2 separate regions of the Canis lupus genome follow, and region 1 is linked to region 2. A link is a contact called in public Hi-C data. All regions are on one chromosome and are shown on one strand. The core of a region is the stretch at or near the end of the contact, and the rest is flanking DNA. Distances in the headings are between cores, read along the strand shown.

Region 1 (5,741 bases), core at 2,412-4,911, 150 kb before region 2:
ATGTCCCTGCACAATGCCTTGAAATCACATAGCGAGGGCCTCTTTGTACTTCTTTCCAAGTGTATTTTGGCACTTTACAATTCCATGTACTTATTTTTAGAGATTTTATTTACTTATTCATGAGGGACCCAGAGAGAGGCAGAGACATAGGCAGAGGGAGAAGCAGGTTCCCTGCAGGGATCCTGATGCAGGACTTGGTCCCAGGACCGGGATAAATGACCTGACCCAAAGATGGATGCTCTGAGCCACCCAGGCGTCCCTCATGTAAATTTTAGAATCAACTTGTCAATTTCCAAGAGAGATGCTTGCTGGAATTTTTTTTTTCCTTGCTGGAATTTTGTTTGGAGTTGTATCACATCTATAGATGAGTTAGGGAGACTGAGTTTTCTAATCTATTAAAACGGTATATTTGTCCATTTATTTTCACCCTCTTTGGTTTCTCTCAACAATGTCTTATGTGTCTCAGTTATAAATCTTAGCTATATTTTGTTAAATTTATCCCTAATTACTCATGTTTTGTCATGCTAATTTAAAAAGGTGCAAGTTCTAATTGCTAATATATAGAAATACAATTGATTTTTGTATATTGACCTTGTAATTGAGACATTGTTAGTCTCATTTATTAGCTCTAATAGTTCTTTTGTAGGTTTGTTAGGATTCTCTGTATACATGACCATGTAGTCTGCACTAAGATAATTTTACTCTCCACTTTCCACTCTTTCTTTTTATCCCTTTTTCTTGCCTGATTACATAGGCTAGAATCCCCAATTTACTGATGAAGAGAAGTCATGAGAGCAAGCATTTTTTGCCTGTTCCCAAATGGAGGATGGAAGCATTCCGTCTTTTGCCATTAAGGATGAGGTTAGCTTGAGGTGTTTCATATTTCTATATGCATTTAAGAAGTCTTCTATTCTTAATTTGCTAAGAGTTTTTAACATCAATGAAAATAGAATCTTTTCAATGTTTTCACCTACATCTCTGAAGATAATCTTAAAAAAAATTTATCCTGTTATGGTGAACTATGATTTTTAAATTTTAACCAACCTGAAATAGCTGGGATAAATCTCATTTTTTTGTGTATTGCTACATTGAATTTTCTAGGTTCTTTTTTCATGAGGGATATTAATCTCTACTTTTCTTTCTTTTTTGATAATGTCTTTTTCTGGTTTTGATGTCAAAAAAATGATGATCTCATAAAATGAGTGGGAAAGTGTGCTCTCCTTTATTTTCTGAAAGAGTTTCCGTAGGATGGTCATCTTTTTCTTTCTAAATATTTGATAATATTCACTGATGAGACCAATTAGGCCTGGAGTTTTCTTTGCAGGATGGCTTTTAATTAAGAATTCGACTTCTGTAGTAGCTATAGAATTACTTGGATTATCTGTTTTTACTTTAGTTAGTTTCAGTAGTCTGTGTTTCAAGGAGTGTTTCCATTTGTCTGAGTCGTCTAATTTAGGTAGAAAGTTTTTCATGACGTCCCCTTTCCATAGGAATCTATCATAGTGTTCTTGTTCACTCCTGCTATTGGTAATTTGTGTGTAATTCTCCTTCCTTCACTTTAGTTTATCAGTTTAGCTGAGGTTTATCGATTGTATTGATCTCTTCAATTAACTTAGGTTCAGCATCATTGACTTTTTCTATTGTTTTACAATTTCTATTTAATTGATTTTTGTGTTAATGTTTGTTTTCTTCCTGATTATATCAGGTTTAATTTCTCTTTTTCTTAGTGCTTAATATAGACAATTGGGATATTTGTTTAGGAATTTTCTTTTTTTTTTTAACAATAACAGATTTTTTTTTAAGATTTTATTTATTTATTCACGAGAGACACAGACAGAGAGAGAGAGGTAGAGACACAGGCAGAGGGAGAAGCAGACTCCATGCAGGGAGCCTGATGTGGGACTTGATCCCAGGACTCCAGGATCACACCCTGTGCCAAAGGCAGGCAATAAACCGCTGAGCCACCAGGGATTCCCAGGAATTTTATTTCTTTCCAATAAAAATGTTTAAAGCAAATTTCCCTCTAATGGTGGCATTGATTGGAATATCATAAATTTTATTATATCATATATCCACTTTGCTTGACTTAAAATATTTTCTTTCTTTTGGGGGCTTAAAATGTTTTCTAATTTCCATCTTTGATTTCTTCTTTGATTCATGGATTATTGAGTAGTATGTTGCTTAATTTTCCAATTATTTGGAGATTTTTCAAATAGATAAGTTTAGAGAAGGATAAATTTGTACAGATTCAGTTGGTTTTACCTCTCATGACTTTAGAACATGGAATGCTTAAGATTTTTCTTTTCATCAGTTATCTCTAATGTGTTCTAAAATAATGTTTGTTTGTTTTTGAGATTTTATTTATTTATTCATGAGAGACACACAGAGAGAGGCAGAGACATAGACAGAAGGACAAACAGACTCCCTGCTGGGAGCCCAAGGTGGAACTCCATCCCAGGACCCCAGGATCATGCCCTGAGCTAAAGGCAGATGCTCAACCACTGAGCCACGTAGGCAGCCCTCTGTCTAATGTTTTCTAAGCTCGATTTTTTTTTTTTTTTTCTGAGATCCAGATGTGATATCTTCATACCAAGGATGCTTTGAGGTTTGGCCACGCCTAGAAGGCCAAGTCTTGATTTACCTTATTCATGAACAATTGGAAGGAGCACCGGCAGAGGGAGCTAGAGACTCAGGCCGGCCAGGGGAAGTGACCCACCTGCCTTAGAATGTCTGCTTTTTGCTCAGCTCAATCACAGCCATAAGATAATGCTGTTCTTTCTCAAGATCCAGATACCTACTTTCTGCAAACACTTGAGATTCATAAAATAATTCTGAGCCTATTCATTTTCCTCACTTTTATTCAGGGCCCTGACCATTCCGGGTACTGCATTAGGCACTAGGAGTTTAAAGAGGAAACTTACAGCCTTTGTGTGGAGTCGGGTACTCACAGGAAAAGAGGATCAAATGCACAAAGGGGCAGAGGTCCAATACACACACATAGTAATATACATTAATCACTGATGTAGACCGTAGGTCAGAAATATTCTGATGTTAAGAGTTATCATATAGGAGTGCCTGGGTGGCTCAGTCAGTCAGTTAAGCATCTGCCTTCAGCTCAGGTCATGGTCCCAGAGTCCTGGGATCGAGCCCCGCATCAGGCTCCTTGCTTAGCAGGGAGCCTGCTGCTCCCTCTCCCTCTGCTTGTGCTTTTTTTCTCTGTCTAATAAATAAATAAAATCTAAAAAAAAAAAAAAAAGGTTATTGCACAGTTTTTTTGTTGCTTAAAGTTAAGATGTTCACACTTAACAATTTAACATTTGGTGACAAACATCAATTTGGAACTTGGGCTGGTCTAGAAAGAGAATCACACATCCAACTCTTGAGATTATAGAGGTTGTTTGGATTGGTTTGGGTTGTTTAAACCTTCCTTTCAATCAGTTTTGCATTCAGGTTTTGAGAAAAAAATGATAGGTCTGAATTACAGTATTTCTTGAACTCGGGTTAAGAGTAAGCTCCAGAAAGTCCCTCCTCTCCCCTCCTACTTTGTTTGTTTTAACAAACTTTATTAGTAATGTATCACATGGAGTTTGCTGTCATGCCAATTTAGATCTTGGTCTGCTGCCAGGGACAGTGAAAGTGCAAGTATGCTGTTGGTTGGAAAGGAAGGTGGCCATCTGGAGAGAGGGGTGCAAATCTGAGAGGCTGCTTCTCCAAGAGGTTAAGAAAACAGAACAAAGCAAGCAAGATCACAAGATCAAAATGAATTGAGACACATCCAACGAAGCCCAGTGAGTCACGAGGAAGCACACAATAGGCAAGGGGGAGGGCTTGCAAATGTAATAATTTTGTTCCTAACTCATGGGAACAAAGATGGACAGAGAGGGGACCAGCAGAAAGATGGAAGGGGCAAATGGAATTACTTGAGTCACTGAGAAAGTTGTCTCTCTTGAGGAGAAAGCCAGATCTCTGCTGCTGGCTGGGGGGAGGGGGGGCTGCTAGAGTTTTGAACCTGAGTGAAGCCCATGATGGGAAAACCTGGGGTGATTCAGGTGTTTAGAGAAAGCAAGTGATAGAAAGATGGAAAGCTTTCTCCCTCCTCACGTATAATTGGGGGAAATGGCCATGATAATTAGGAACTGTAGCTTGGAAAAGCGAGAAGGAAGGTACCAAATGAAACGACAGATTTAAAAACTTCACCTACCATTTTCAGGTTAGCGGCTAGCTTATTTTCTTTATAAAGGATTGCATTCTGGAACTAAGATAAGACATGAGTTTTGCTTTAGACAGTGTGAAGGCAACCAAAGTGTGTTTCCTGGAACAGGTGCAGTGCTTGGCACAAACTAAAAAATTTTAGCAGGGGCAGCCCTGGTGGCTCAGCGGTTTAGCGCCGCCTTCAGCTCAGGGCGTGATCCTGGAGACCCCGATGGAGTCCCATGTCAGGCTCCCTGCATGGAGCCTCCTTCTCCCTCTGCCTGTGTCTCTGCCTCTGTGTCTCTTGTGAATAAATAAATAAAATCTTAAAAAAAAATTATCAGGTTACTGACATGGTGACAGAGTGCTCCAACTAGAGATTTGGGGTTTGGAGTGGTGGCAATAGCATCTGAACTTTGGGTTTTTTAGCAAATGTAGAAAGGATGACAGTCGCAAACGCCAAGGGAATCATCAAACATTCAGGTGTAAATGATGGTGGTGCTGGAACTCCAGGGGAAAAAATCCACATGTGAACAGGTTTCTCAGTTTCTCCAGCAGAGGGCACTTTAAGGTTTCTGCAACACAGTGGGTCTCCATGACAAAAGTCTGAAAAAATCTGTTTACAGAAGGAAGAATTTCACAGATTTGTTTTCTCAGACCTCTCTGAGGTTCTGGCCAGGGTATGGGTGGTGGAAGGGTTGCAGGGAAGAGAGGGTGTTGGGAAGGGAAGGAGTTGGGAAGGGTGGGTGTTGGGAAGGGAGGGTGTTGGGAAGAGCCAGAATGAGGATGCATTTCCAGCTCTGTACCGACTGGGCAGTGACCTTGACCAGCCACTTCAGCTCCTGGACCTGCTTCTTTGTTGGTAGTAGGAAAAGATCATACTCTGATTGCTCCAGCCCTGATGCGACAACATGTGATATACCCTATGTCCGCAGCCTGGGGTTGGTAGGAGGCCATGGCTCCTTTTGTATCTTGTGGGATTTAATTCTGAGCCCCATTTCATCACGGCATGTCTGTGTCTCTCTTCTCCCTTCTTTCCTGAGACTCATCACTCCGTGATGCTGCTCCTTGCTCTCTGCTTTGCCCCCTGAAGGGAAAACTGTCATCTCCGGAAGGTCTGGGCTCCCAGTGCTACAGCCTTGCGGTTCTTCATGTCTATGATTGATGGCATCCAGCCTCCCCCCCCTTGGAAGCAGTCAGACATTCGGTGTGAGAGGTGCTTCAGAGATGCTGTAGCACTTTAAAATCCACAAGGCGTCCAGATCCCTTTCTTTGGAAGGCTTCTAGGCCCTGACACCAATTTACCCACTCCTTCCTAGCAGTCATAGTGGGAGCTTGACCTACTCTTGTAGGTGCCAGGAGTCAGCTCACGCTCCCTGAGAGCAGTGGCTGCTGACTTGCCTTTCATCTACTTCCTGAAAGGGACCACTCAGGAGGTTTCTCTAAAGGAGACTCACTGTCTCCTTTGCTAGAAATAGAAGTGACTGGAAACTTAGAAACTTGCTCTTAGAAAATCTAGTTCCACCTCCAAGGGCGCCCTGTAGCATTTT
Region 2 (6,336 bases), core at 3,836-6,335:
ACCCAGAAGAAGAGGTGTCCGAGCCTGACACCTGGCGGGAGAGCGTGGTATTGCTTACCTTAAATGCATCCTCAGGGAGGCTCGGGAGCATTCCAGCCAGGTGGCTAACCAGCCCAGTGACCCGGAGCAAGCCACAATCCCCTTCCCGGCTTCAGCTTCTCATCTTCCAAATAAGAGTGACAGGTATGGTAGCCAGAGAGCTGGACAGAGGCATTTTATAAAAACAGCAAGTTTGTAGAAATAAGTTTCTCCAGTGGAAATTCTTTCCCACTAAATTGCTCTTACCCTTTAGTATCTCCTATCCTTTGTCTGCCGGCAGACCGCAGTATACATGACAAGTGCATAGACGTGTATGACTTTGAACAGAACTCCTGGGAAGTAGCTTATTATGTCCTTCTCCATAAGGTTAGGATTTGCTATTCCTTATGGGAGTAGGGCCAGTCTTTTCAGCCAGAATGAATGAGCCAATGAATCCATGAATCAATCTCCTAGTTCCTCCAATAACCCTACATTTCCCAATAGTCCACAGCGAAGAGTCCCCAAATGACCAGGTGCCCAAATGGGGGACAGCATGTTTGCTATGAGAACGTCCGGCCTGCTCCAGAGTTCTGGGATACCCTGGCTGAGTTTTAGGAAAACTGGAGGAGTAACATCGAGATCTGAGTTGGGTGGAGATGAAAAAGAAGGCTTTCTGGAGAGTTGAGGTTGAGATGAAACCAAGGTAATCTATGGTGGAAAGGGTCAAAATAGAGAGCAGAATTTGTGGAGGCTTTGAAATGAAGCCCAAATCCCAATCCTGATCTCCCCTGTGTATGCCCTACTTTGTTCTCATGCGTGTGTCTTTATCACCCCCTCTAGGTGCCTTTTCCTTGACTGTGAAGGATGTGACCACCCAGGGGGAGATGATCAAACACTACAAGATCCGCTCCCTGGATGAAGGGGGCTATTACATCTCCCCCCGCATCACCTTCCCTACTCTCCAGGCTTTGGTGCAGCACTATTCTCGTAAGAGGGGAGAATGTGACTGGGGGGCCAGAGGAGCCCTTGTATTTATCACTAAGACCTCAAGATCATGTGAATCATTGGTGCCATCTTGGGGTGGGGGATTATCCGAAGGCTGGACAAATATCAACATAATGATTCAAAGTCTATGTCCCTAATCCCTTCTACTGGCTTGCTTCAGCATGTGACCAGTTGAAGAATAACAAGTATTTTCAATCTTAGAAAGAGCAGGTCAACGAGAGCATGCCTTGCTTTATACAAAATGAATGCAAATAACAGAGCGTGTGTAGTATACGTGTACCTGTGCACATGTGTACCTGGAAATGGGAGTGTGGTTGGCCAAAACGAGAAGTGGATACGGCTGGGAAGGATATGGTGCCCAAGGTGGGGGAGGTGATTTGGCTGCTCTGGTAATCTCCAGCCCCACTTCTTCTCCTCTAACACAGAGAAGGGGGATGGCTTATGCCAGAGGCTGACCCAACCCTGTGTGAGCCTGGCTCCTCAAAACCCCTGGGCCCAGGATGAATGGGAAATCCCTCGGCAGTCTCTCAAGCTGGTCAGGAAACTCGGGTCTGGGCAGTTTGGCGAAGTCTGGATGGGTGAGTATGCGGCAGTAGGAGCCTCTCTCTCTCCCTGCCCTGTGTCCTGAAGCCCAGAAGTCTTAGGATATGCACACTTCATTGTGCTTCCCCAGAGGGCTTCTTCGGGAGAAAGAACAGAGATGATGGTACCCATTTGACAGATGAGGTAATGAACGCAAGCCTGGAATGTTGAAGTTAGTTAGCCCTTAGTTGTTAGGATGCCATGGTGGTGCAGTAGGACTAGACTCCAGCTCTCCGGACACCTTATTTGATTCCCTTCCCCACTCTACACCGCCCGGGACTAGCTTGCCGTTGACTGGTGTGTGAACTTGAACATTTGGTTGACTCCTCTCAGCTTTGGTTTGCCAGATGGAAATGACTTGTTCAACAGGGTCAACAGTGACCCGGGAGCTCCAGGAAGTTAATGATAGACCAAGCCACTGCTTGTAGCTGTGTGACTCTGGCCAAGTCACTTAACTCCCAGGTCCTTGTACGTGTAGCCAATGACCACTCTCCTGCTCACTGAAGGTACTATCACACTATAAAAGACAGTGCTTTATTTTATCCCTGGAATGAGCCATATCTCTGGGGCATGATATCAAGTAGGATCCTGCTGCGTCCCAAGTCCTCCAGCACCCAGGGCTGATGCCTGAAGCATGTGGCAGGAACTCTACATAGGTCCTTGCAAAGCTTCCGTGAGAAGGGTGGTCCAATTATTATTTATCTTTTACCTTTCAGGGTGGATGGGGACTTGATGGAGGGAGGGGAGAAGGTGGAGTACAGGTACCATGAGGAGCAGGAAAGGAACAACACAGGGCATAGTGAGGAAGGAAGGGAGTCTATGAGCCCCCTCTGCCTCCTAGACAATCTTGCCATGAGCTGAGATTCTAATTTCCATACTGAAGCTATCGACCATGGGGTAGAGGAGACTCATGTAGGGAAAGGAGGCAGGCTATATGGGGGACAGAGGGGACACGACAGGGACATGGTGTGGGAGTCAGGAGGTAAAACAGCCCCCACTCCAGGCAGGTAGGTTCCTCAACTTCCCGAGACTCCAGTCAGGCACAGGAGACTGAGACAGGCTGGCCTCCTGCAAGAGAAGGCTCATCTCTTACCCCAGGAGCCGTACATTCTAGCCCGGGCCCCTCCCTAGGAGGGCAGCTCTGGCCTCAGTGCTTATAGAATAAGGATGGCTGCTGGAAGCTTATAGATGTTTTAGTTAAGGGATCAACTCCCATAGTGTCTGGGTCTTCTGAAGGGTTTCTTTATTCTGTCCCCGGCCCCGGGCTCAGGTTATTACAAGAACAACGTGAAAGTGGCCATCAAGACGTTAAAGGAGGGAACCATGTCTCCGGAGGCTTTTCTGGGTGAGGCCAACCTGATGAAAACTCTCCAGCATGAGCGGCTCGTTCGTCTCTACGCTGTGGTCACCAAGGAGCCCATCTACATCGTGACGGAGTACATGGCCAGAGGTGGTGCCCTACGTGGGCTTCAGGGGGGGGCAGGATCTGCCACAGTGGGTCTGCTGGTCAGGGTGCATCTGTGGAAGTCCTTGGGCCATGGGTTGGATCAGTTGGCCAACGTCCTACAGATCTACAGTATTCCTTATGCCTGCGGGGGGAGGCAGGGCAGGAGGGAAGGACAGAAACAAGATGGGTCAATGGTTCTTACAGAGCTGTGTCCCCCGTTCAGGAGGCACGTCCTCTGGGCCCAGCCACTGTTTGATGCCCACTAGGGAGGACAGAGCATTGCAAAGAGTGGTCGACTAGGCGACCGGAGATGGGTTCTGGTTCCACTTCTGCTACTTACTAGCCGTGGACCTTTGACAACTGTAACTGGTGAGAAGAGAGGTCAGGCCAGCTGGCTGTGGGGGTCCACAGTGGGGCCAAGGTCTCATGAGGCAGTGGATCAGGGGTCTGGCCTCAGCCTGTGACCTCCTCCCCACCACCTCCCGTGACCCGTATTGCCCACTGCTTCCTGTAGGATCCTAACATGACATGTTAACCTAGGTCCCTAGAAATGGTCCTGAAGGGGACCCCACACTGAGCTGGGAGCATAAGGGCTCCCCTGTTCTCCTCAGCCCCACTTCGGGTGACTGTCTCTCCTAGCTCTTAGATGCCATGGCGGAGTTGCATTTGTCCCCTGCACCACACCCCGGGAGACAGGTCTCTCCATTCTGGCATTTTCTTGTACCCTTGGTCCTCGGAGGCAGAATCAGCCAACAAAGGGTGAAGGGGGCAAGAAGATACTTTGGAATGTCGTGCCAGGAATAGGCATGAAACTTATCGTCAGAAGAGCAGGTTCTGCTCCTGGCTCCGGGCTGGGGGGCTCTGAACCTGGATGAAACCTAACTTCCTCGGAGCAGCTGGGAGGGCAGTAGCTGCCTCCTGGGGTGCTCTGGGGACGGAGACTAGAATTTCTGTAAAGCAGAAAGCACTCTGCAGCTGTGGGTGGTTTTATTCTCTACGTACAAGAGATCTGACAGGGCGCCTCACACTTCCTCATGCCAGCCCACACGCGGAAGAGGCTGGCACCAGCAGGCTGGGATCATTTTGCAGAGAGCAGATGCAACATCTCTTTCCTTAGGATGCTTACTGGATTTCCTGAAGACGGTTGAAGGCAGCAGACTGTCCCTCCCAAGACTGATCGACATGTCAGCCCAGGTTTGTGAGCTACCGAGTGCAGGGGAACCTGAGGGTAATGATGCCCAAATGGATCCAGGACCCCAGGCCCTCTCCTCTGTGCCCTGTGGCTTCACAAAATTGGCTGTTTAGAGGTTGCATCCATGAAATTTAGATTGAGCTGGGAAGGACAGAAAACCCCAAATAATGTGCAAACATCCAGAGGTGAGCATTCTGGGGCACGTAGGTGGGTCTGCCCCTCAAAGATGCAGGGACCCACATTTCTTCCACCTGCTGGGTACTTAGCATGTCATCTTAGATGACAAGACGGCTGCTCATGCTGCTCACGCTTTACCATCTTGTCCTCTTCTCAGCCAGCAAGGGGGAGGAAAGTCCACCTTCTTCCCTTCAGAGACATGTCCCCGAAATCACCTACTATACTTGTTTAATATCCCCCCCACCCCAGCCATGTCACCTGGCCACAGCTGGGCTGCAAGGGATGTTGGGAAATGTAGTCTTTATTCTGGGCAGCCCGGATGGGATGAGGGTGAGTCCTATAACTAAGGAGGAGAGGGAGAATGGATGGTGTGGGAACCCAGAGTTCACATGAATCCCATGTAACCACGTAGGCAGGTGTTTTGTTGTGACCTTCTTTCTTCCTGGATTGTGCCCAAATGCCTTCCCTAGTAGATGAAGGACAGTCCAAGCTTCACGAGGAGAAGAGAGAGGAGGGATCTTTCCTCCCCAGGGATTTTAGCTGAGCGCTCTAACTGGCAGGAAAACACATCTGGTGGCCCTGGGTGTGTGTGTCTGTTAAAACTGGAACTCTCAGCAGAAAAGCTCTGGTCTGTGGTCGGCCGGTGAGACACAGAAACATACACACATCCGCCTACAGAGAGGAAACCTCCCCCTCACCCCATCCCCACCTTGTCTGGTATTATCTGTTATTAGTATCAGTGCCGGAACTGATATCACGACGCCCTTTTTTCCACTGAGGTAAGCGCAGATGAGTTTGAGTAGGCTGGTGAGTGGTCTCGGAAAATTAACACTGGCAACCACTTTTAAACCACATAACAGTGATAGGTGTGTCTACCCCTCTTTTCTTTCTTTCTTTGCCTTTTCTCACTCTCCTCTGTCTCTTTCTCAGTTCCTGGGGAAATCTTGGGTCACCCAGGACCAAAGGACATGAAAAGCCACCTGCATTTATACCTAGGTGCGGCCAAGCATTGAAGGGTTAGGAAACCAGAAAATCACAACCTTCCAGGTGAACAGCTTCTAAATCACATTCTAATCATGCTAGCTCTTCACCATGCCCGTGTGTACGCACACTACCTACCCTCTGGGCCTCCTTTACCTGCTTTGCAGGATGAAATGCAAATCTCCCCTACAATCATAACCCATGGCCACATGTCTTGTGGGGTGCCCACCTCAACTCCGTACCCTGGAGACTCCTTTCCTCATGTTCCAGGTCAGGACAGTGACCCCTCAGGGAGTTGAAGCACCTCCGACCCATGGCTCCCTGCTACGGGAACACTGCTTCCAACTTGGCAAGAAGAGAAAATCCTTTCCTGCCCACCTGCCCTGCTTATTTCTCCCTCTGCCCCTTGAGAGACCTTCTTCTTCTCCTGCTTTCACTCTGCTGTCTTCCTGTCCTGCAGACACTTGGAAGGAGACAGAGTGGGTGAGAGGTTCAGGCAGCTCTGGCTCTGACGCCAGCACCTCTGCCTTTCTGGATTTCGGAGGGCTGGGGTTTATGGCCTATTCGGCTGAGGAGCAATTGAAGCCAGTTTTCCCATCCACTCAGGAGCCTGGTCCTTCTCCGGCAGCATCCCCCCACCCCCTATGCACCTGCCAACAAACATGAACACACACCCAAACCCCCAAGTGCCCACTCCAGGTGGTGAGAGGGTGAAGGCTGGCCCTCCCGACAGGAGGCGGGGCAGGTGGGCAGGGTCCTTCCTCTCCTCATGTGGGCCATGCAGGGGTCGCTGGGTGGGCTCCGTCCTTGCTTGGAGGTCCCTCCGCTGTCCTTCACTCTGTGGCCTGTGCCCTCAGATTGCTGAAGGAATGGCGTATATTGAGCAAATGAATTCAATCCACCGCGACCTGAGGGCGGCCAACATCCTGGTGTC

What was found. A called contact is a pair of places that touch in the nucleus more often than the background predicts.
Region 1: a Hi-C map of blood shows a contact between it and region 2, with 3 times the contacts expected there. The contact joins two enhancer-like sites. A contact is called at or near these places in 4 of 9 Hi-C or Micro-C datasets (amygdala, blood and liver).

The regions. Positions count from the first base shown.
Region 1 is chr25:26,644,646-26,650,386 of UU_Cfam_GSD_1.0, reverse strand. No RefSeq gene overlaps it. Among named protein-coding and RNA genes, the nearest start is that of FAM167A, 55 kb to the right of the region's middle. Within about 2 kb of position 3,661, at least 3 of the 20 cell types and tissues checked have an H3K27ac peak or open chromatin away from gene starts, as enhancers often do. A contact at or near this core is called in blood, where this site is marked.
Region 2 is chr25:26,494,495-26,500,830 of UU_Cfam_GSD_1.0, reverse strand. BLK (tyrosine-protein kinase Blk) reads left to right here. Exons shown (of 13, transcript XM_038573650.1): 7 at 859-1,005; 8 at 1,449-1,601; 9 at 2,876-3,055; 10 at 4,170-4,246; 11 at 6,260-6,336. Among named protein-coding and RNA genes, the nearest start is that of BLK, 66 kb to the left of the region's middle. Within about 2 kb of position 5,085, at least 1 of the 20 cell types and tissues checked has an H3K27ac peak or open chromatin away from gene starts, as enhancers often do. A contact at or near this core is called in blood, where this site is marked.